Linked DNA regions of Hordeum vulgare: region 2 is linked to region 1. A link is a contact called in public Hi-C data. All regions are on one chromosome and are shown on one strand. Each heading gives the region's core, a stretch centred on a gene start, on an enhancer-like site or on the middle of the called end of the contact. The rest is flanking DNA. Distances are from core to core; before and after follow the strand shown. Region 1 overlaps LOC123395488. Region 2 has its middle 21 kb from the start of LOC123398204.

The links. Hi-C and Micro-C count contacts between places; a contact is called where the count stands out from the background.
Region 2: a contact with region 1 is called in a Hi-C map of leaf, with 2.7 times the contacts expected there. The contact joins two enhancer-like sites. A contact is called at or near these places in 2 of 6 Hi-C or Micro-C datasets (leaf and seedling).

The regions. Positions count from the first base shown.
Region 1 is chr5H:108,057,702-108,061,205 of MorexV3_pseudomolecules_assembly, reverse strand. It overlaps LOC123395488, which reads right to left. Exons shown (of 2, transcript XM_045090493.1): 2 at 2,599-3,160. The coding sequence ends at 3,114. Among protein-coding and RNA genes, the nearest start is that of LOC123395488, 32 kb to the right of the region's middle. Within about 2 kb of position 1,900, at least 2 of the 3 cell types and tissues checked have open chromatin away from gene starts, as enhancers often do. A contact at or near this core is called in leaf, where this site is marked.
Region 2 is chr5H:108,429,500-108,433,003 of MorexV3_pseudomolecules_assembly, reverse strand. No RefSeq gene overlaps it. Among protein-coding and RNA genes, the nearest start is that of LOC123398204, 21 kb to the left of the region's middle. Within about 2 kb of position 1,648, at least 2 of the 3 cell types and tissues checked have open chromatin away from gene starts, as enhancers often do. A contact at or near this core is called in leaf, where this site is marked.

The DNA of each region.
Region 1 (3,504 bases), core at 651-3,150:
ACACAAGTTCAACAATTGTTCCATGGTGAACTTGGTCTAGAACACCTATTATTCACACGTGATCCCCCATGCAACGGACCTGTGTGGATCCTTTTGGTGGCGCGATGTCATGCAACTTAGTTTGTTCTTCAAAGAGATCTCCATGGTGCAGATTAAGTGTGGCACTACATCACTCTTCTGTAAGGATGTACGACATAAAGTAATACTCGCTAATAAGTATCCAAGGGCCTTTTCGTATACTACAATCCTAGATGCATCAGTGAGAAGCTTTCTTCTCACTTGAGAACTATGAACCGCCTTCCACCCCCTACTATTTGTTCAAGACCATGATGAAGTGAAGCAACTGCAAGTGGATCTAAGAGACACTGATATTTCAAGATTCAGCAATTACAAATGGTCCTACATCTGGGAGGCGAATGAATTCAAGGCAGCGGCGTACTATGCTTACTACTTGAAAGATGTAATAGTGCACGAGGCCTTCAAATGGCTATGGAAGTCCAAGAGCACCCCCAAACTTAGGGGTTTTGGATGGCTCCTCCTTTCCAACAAAATAAACACTAGAAACATACTCAAACAGAGACACTACGACAATGGAAACAACCTGGATTGTCTTCTGTGTGAAACACACGGTGAAGATACAGTTGAGCATCTGTTCATTCAATGCACCTTTAGCCTAGCATGTTGGCAATCTCTGGATGTTCAGTGACCACCGATTGGGGATATACTACAAATTGTTGAGGCTAGAAAAAACAAGTGGAGGAGGGGCATGTTCATGGACATCTTCTAGTGGCGGCCTTGAGCCTTCGAAAGGAACGTAATAACAATTATTTCCATGCAATACCAACAACTTTCTTCTCGTGGAAGGAAAGATTTAACCAAGACTTCTTCAATCTGAGATTTAGAGTCTCTGAAGAAGAAAAGGAGCAGTTTATGACTACCTTTACGTGTGTGCATACCTGAACACCACCTACTAGTGTAGCCACTTCTTTACCTTTTTCCACACACCCAAAGTGGTGTGTGAGGACTTCACATGTAAATATATACTTATTCTTTTGAGATAGAAAAGCAAAATGCAGCCGATTTCTATTTGCCGCCCATGGGCGTCAAACTATCAAGCAAATGCAGACATTAAAGCAAGTTGGACCGACCGACTACACGGTTCATGCTGTTACTTCATTCGCTATTGTTTCTTTCGTTTTTTTCATCTTCTTCCACGTTATAGTTTTCTACTGTTTTTTCCGTTTTGCTTTATTTTTTCCTTTTGTTTATCTTTTTTGCTGTTTTTTGTGTATTATACAAAATATCCACCGCGTATTAGAAAAATGTTCATCATATATTATGAAAATGTTGCCATATATTTACAAAATACTTCATCATGTATTATGATTTTTTACCATGCATTACAAAGTTTTAAGTGTATTTTTCATCATATAATACAAAGAGTTCAACATGTATTAAAAAAAGGTTCATTCTACATTACGAAAAAGTTCAATGTGTATTTAGAAATGTTCAACATGTATTACAAAAAAAGTTCACTTTATTAAAAAATACTCATTCTGTATTTAGTAAAATGATCAGTGCGTTTTTGATAAATGTCAACCATATATTACAAAAAAGTTCACTGTATTATAAAATCAATTTCAGTGTATTTTTGAAAAATGTTAACCATATACTATTAATGTTATTATATTACATAAAACTATGTAAAAATAAGAGGTTCAAAATAAACATTAAACCCCAATTTTGGAAAATAAAAAAAAATTGGTTTGCTACAGCCAAACAACTGTTACAGTACTTCTGTCGCTACAGTTCCTCTTACAGGGCCGGTCATTTGCGCACGCCCTGTACGTCAGCGCGTCTATTGGACGCCGCCTGTGGGCGTCGAACAGTGACTCTCCAAAATGGAGTAGAAGGGTCTCCTACTGTTTCCATGGTAAAAAAAGACGGATCACATACAACCCTTCCTTCTGTATATGGGCCAGCCGCCCCATGGTGCTAGGGAGTTGCGTGACTTCTTTGTCCCACACGCAAATCACACGTCTGTGTTATTTTTCCTCCTTTTTTATTTTCATTTTTTATGTATAAATATATATATTCCCTAAAGTTAATAATGTCCACCATAAATTGGAAAAAAATAGTATATAATTTTTGTAAGCATGTATTTTAAAAAGTATTGGTAGCCTTAAAGAAATGTGAATGACATTTAAAAAACTTCATTTGTTTCAAAGAATACATGTGACATTTTTGAAAAATCTTATACTCGAAAAATATATACGTTTCAGTCTTTCAGATGTATAAGAAAGATGTACAACGTGTATGAAAAGAAATAAACATCATAGCATGTATTTGAAATAATATTTTAATCATGTATTTGGAAAATGTTGTGCGTGTTTAAAAATATTGTTTCAGATGTGTAGTCAAAATGTTGCAATTTGTATGAAAAAAGTAGACATTAAAACATGCATTTAAAAAAAGTTGATAATGTATTTGAAAAATAATAAACATGAATACAAATAATGTTTCAGATGCATAAAAAATACAACATATACGAAAATAAATAAGAAATTAAAATATTTATTTGAAGAAATGGTAATCATGTATCTGAAAAATGGTAGACTTGTATAAATAATGGTCCTGATGTGTACAAAAATAGATATAGTGTGTGAAAAGAACTAGACATTTGTTACTAAAAAAAGAAAACAAAATAAGTGAGGAAAGATATTGGAAAAAGAACAAGCAAACAAACCATGTAAAACAGATTAAAAAAAACAGGAAGACATGTGCGACGCTACTGTATTGTGCCAGTCCAATTGTGCTATTGTATTACATCTCAATTCGGGGAACATAACCCTCCGCGGCACCGTGATACAAGCTCCAAGTCCAAGCGATCGACTAAAAAAGACACTAAAAAAGGTAATAGTTCTAAAAAAATACTAAAAAAGGCGCTATGTTGGTATGGTATAGGCTGGTGGAAGGGAAGGTCCTTGAGGCACATCCTTTACGTATCCGTCGGAACAAATCAGTGACCAGAGACGGAGAACACCAGTGCAGCAGTAGCAGTCATCAAATTAAGTCACTGTCCTGTGCCTAGCTTAACATCTGGCTTCGCTTGCTCAGAGACTCAGCCTGTAGGTGGGACACCCGCAGGTTGTCCCACATCCTGCTATATGTGTCCACCACTTCAACAAACATCCTAGTACTATAGTACCACAAAATTTGAAACAACAACATTTTTACATTAAGTGTTTGACTGTCTTCAGTTTACACTCACTATTATCACCATACCTGTTACTCAGGATTTAGTTTACTAAATGCTAGGCCAAACCAGAGTTGCAAATCACCTACATGACACTTGAGCTCATGACTGTTGACAAACTCACTGGAGTCACCAACAGGAAAGCAAATTTGCACTGCAGGCAACAGCTAGCTAGTTTATAAAAAAACAGTAATGCATAAGAACAAGTTACAGCCACGAGAAGATTTTTCTTGTGTGTAACACTAGGC
Region 2 (3,504 bases), core at 399-2,898, 370 kb before region 1:
GGACGGAAGCCATGGTGGGATAAACAAGGCCGCTTCTTTGTGCACCCTCCGTGGGTGGAGCCCTCCGTGGACTCCCGCAGCCTTTACCCTTCGTGGGTTGAAGTCTCCACTAATATGGACGTACGATAGCGCCACCTATCGGAATCATGCCAAAAATCGTCGTGTCAACCTCATTCGTTTAATCTCCCTACCTTACTCCTCTATTTTACACTTGCATGTTTACTTTCCGCTGCAATACTATTAGAACTGCATGTGTAGGGTGTACTTGACCTGTTATAATTGTCGTAGCTGCCTCTCAAGTAAAATTGGGGAAAGGCAAAAAAATTATCTTGTCAAGTAGTCTAATCACCCCACCCCCCCTCTAGACATACTTTCGATCCTACACGCGGGGTCCTAGCGGTGCCGGTGTGGTCGCGGATGAAGCTGGTGGAGGAAGATCCAGATTGGGGGAAACCCCTTGGTTGGCCCCGGCTGGCCCCGCCGATGACAACACTCAAGGGCGCCACTGTTCTTCTTGGATACGTCGGTCTACGCCTACTCCTCCACTTCCCACCTCCGTGCCTCGCGGGTGAAAACCCTAACTCCGGTGGGCAGCGGTGACGTCCTGACCTTCCTAAAGGCGTCGCCTTGAGGGTTGAGTGGTGGTGGGCACTATATGGGTCCTTGACAGTTTGTGGTGGTGGGCACTGCTTCGGGGGAAAACGTAGGATCTAGTCTTCCAGATCGAACGATGGCGGCACCGCGGTGCTGTTTCTCTCTTGGAAGCATCGTTTGTGGAGCAGCGCTGGATGACAGAGGCAGAAGGTGGAGCGGTTTCGTCTTGCATAGCGTTTTGGTGGAGTTGTCAAGTCAAGCATGTCCGACACGTGCTATGTTGAGTGATGCCTGATTGGCGGGTGCTACGCACGACAGTTATTTCAGAATCTTCGCGTTTGAACGGATGACCGCATGGCGGTAGCGTCGTTGGGCGTCGTGGTGGCGTCGACGAATGTTCGGACTGGCAAGCATGATGCGGATCTCTCTCCTGAAGATGGGTCAGTGGACCGATGATGACGACGGCTTCTAAAACGGTGCGTTTTAGGTGTGCTGCACCGGCTGTTTGTCCCGATGCGTTATGTGGGTGGATTGACGATGACACCGATTTTAGATATAGGGGAGTGAGAGCACTCCATATTATCGACTTTATAGATGTGAGTGATGACTTCGAATAGATTGATGTATGTTTTTGTCAGACCTCTGTGAAATAATTAATAAAGATGGCTGCATGCGTCGATTGATGCAGAGGCCGTGGGTTTAACCTTCTTTTCTAAGAAAATAATCTCCTTAATTGTCAATCTTATGCATCAAACATTACATGGTCCTTAATACTCTAAGATTTAAGCATAAAGTATCTCCTCGTTTGCCCCAATCAGCATTCTTTATTAAGCTTCCACGGGCCTACTTTTGCAGTCGGATGACCTTCATCTCCGGGGAGAGCCGCGTAGAATTTTGTCAATGCGTTTCATCACCTCCTACTATAGGAGGCAGCTTGGCGTGCATAGGAACGGACGAGACGCGTCATGTGCCACGTGGCCTCGACTGTACAAGCCGTCGCTACTGTGCATCAATCAACTAAACTAAACGGACCTTCTCAGCTGATTGGAAGGCAAGCCCTCAGACAGTTGTCAGGAAACCACGCGGTTTGTTCTTTCCCAGGCAGTCGTCCTGCCTTGCACTCGAGTGGTGCGATGGAGGCGGCAGAAAAATGCAGAATGACTAACCATGCCATGTCCAGGAGACAAATACAACGGTGACACTTTTGTACTGTAGTTTGTGTTAAGCTCATGTGATCTTCCACGAAAACAGCGCCCTTTCGGTGTGGAAATTTGAACGCGCTCTTCTCCTCTCAGTTTGCTAATCGAAAGGGAAAAAGAACATTAGGCTGGTCATAGTGAAAGTAACTTAGGTATTCCCTCCGTTTCAGTTTATAAGTCCGACACGTGTATCTAGGACGTTAATTTGACCAACTTAATGAAAAACATATATTACAAAAAATATATCATTAAAAACTTTAGATGTTCCATCTTTAATGATATAATTTTTTTATGTTAAATAATATATTTTATATAAGTCAAATTGACGACCTAGGTACACGTGCATGCCTTATAAACTGTGATGGAGGAAGTAGTATCATGTACTTCTAACTAGCAAACATGCTGATGTGACAGACATTTAAAAAAAAGGAGGTTAGAGTAACATAGGTAGAAACCGTAACATGTTAAATGATATGCTACTATGTGTCATGCATGTTAATAAATAAGATCATCTATGATACTAGGTTATGATACTATGCATTATAAAGATAGTATCATACAATAATATCATATGATGCTACTATATGATACTCTCACTATGATCAGCCTTACAAAGAACAATGTGTTGGGTCCCTAGTCTATGTAGTCGTGTATACATATGTACGTTAATCTCGGCTTAGTCCTCAACATGATGACCTTTTGTACATCTTATATATTGGCACTGGATGCCCGTGAATACATGTGTGTTGCATCCTATCATCTCTCTACACAATGTAAAAAATGGATCACATTATACATGTCGATTTATTAATATAAGGATTTGTTTATGTCTAAATCGGCTGAGATTTAGTTAGGTCTTCATTAAGTTCAGAAAAGTTCAATTTCGGCTTAACAGAAAATGTATGCAAATACTTTTAACTCAACTAAAGTTTTACTTTTGTAATGGATCGAGATTTCAAAAACTACCCAAGTCTACTAAAATTTACAAAGCCATTTGTTACAAATTTGGCGAACTTAAAAAGGATTTGACTTCACAAAAAACGTGGGTTATACTATATTTTATCTTGACGTTGCCAACTAAACATAGCGTAGTTCGTTAGATTTTTCCCGATGACACACCCATCGACCTGGATTTAAATCTTGACTTTATATAGATGCTCTCACTATTTTAGACTTTTGCAAGTGTACATTCATAAAAACTACTCCCTCCGTTCCATAATATAAGTCTTTTTAGAGATTCCGCTAGAGGACTACATACGGATGTATATAGACATACTTTAGAGTGTAGATTCACTCATTTTGCTCCGTATGTAGTCCCTTAGTGAAATCGCTTAAAAGACTTATATTTAGGAACGAAGGGAGTAGAAGGAATGGGCATGCTTAGCTGCGTCGTTAGATTAAAAAAAGTAATCTTTTTTTTAAATACAATGTGTATTACTTCCCCGTAAAGAAATATAAGCATGTTTAGATCACTAAAATAATGATCTAAATGCTCTTATATTTATTTACAGAGGGTATTTTTTTTAAATATCAAATCTTTCAAATTTAATTAAATTTATAGATAAATATATCAAAATCCATAATGTCAAATTGTTGTGATTAGATTCACCGTTAAATGAATTTTCAATTTTTTTATATAATATTGTGGATGCCAATATTTTTGTCTCAACTTGGTCAAAGTTGAAGAATTTGACTTTTCCAAAAACTAATA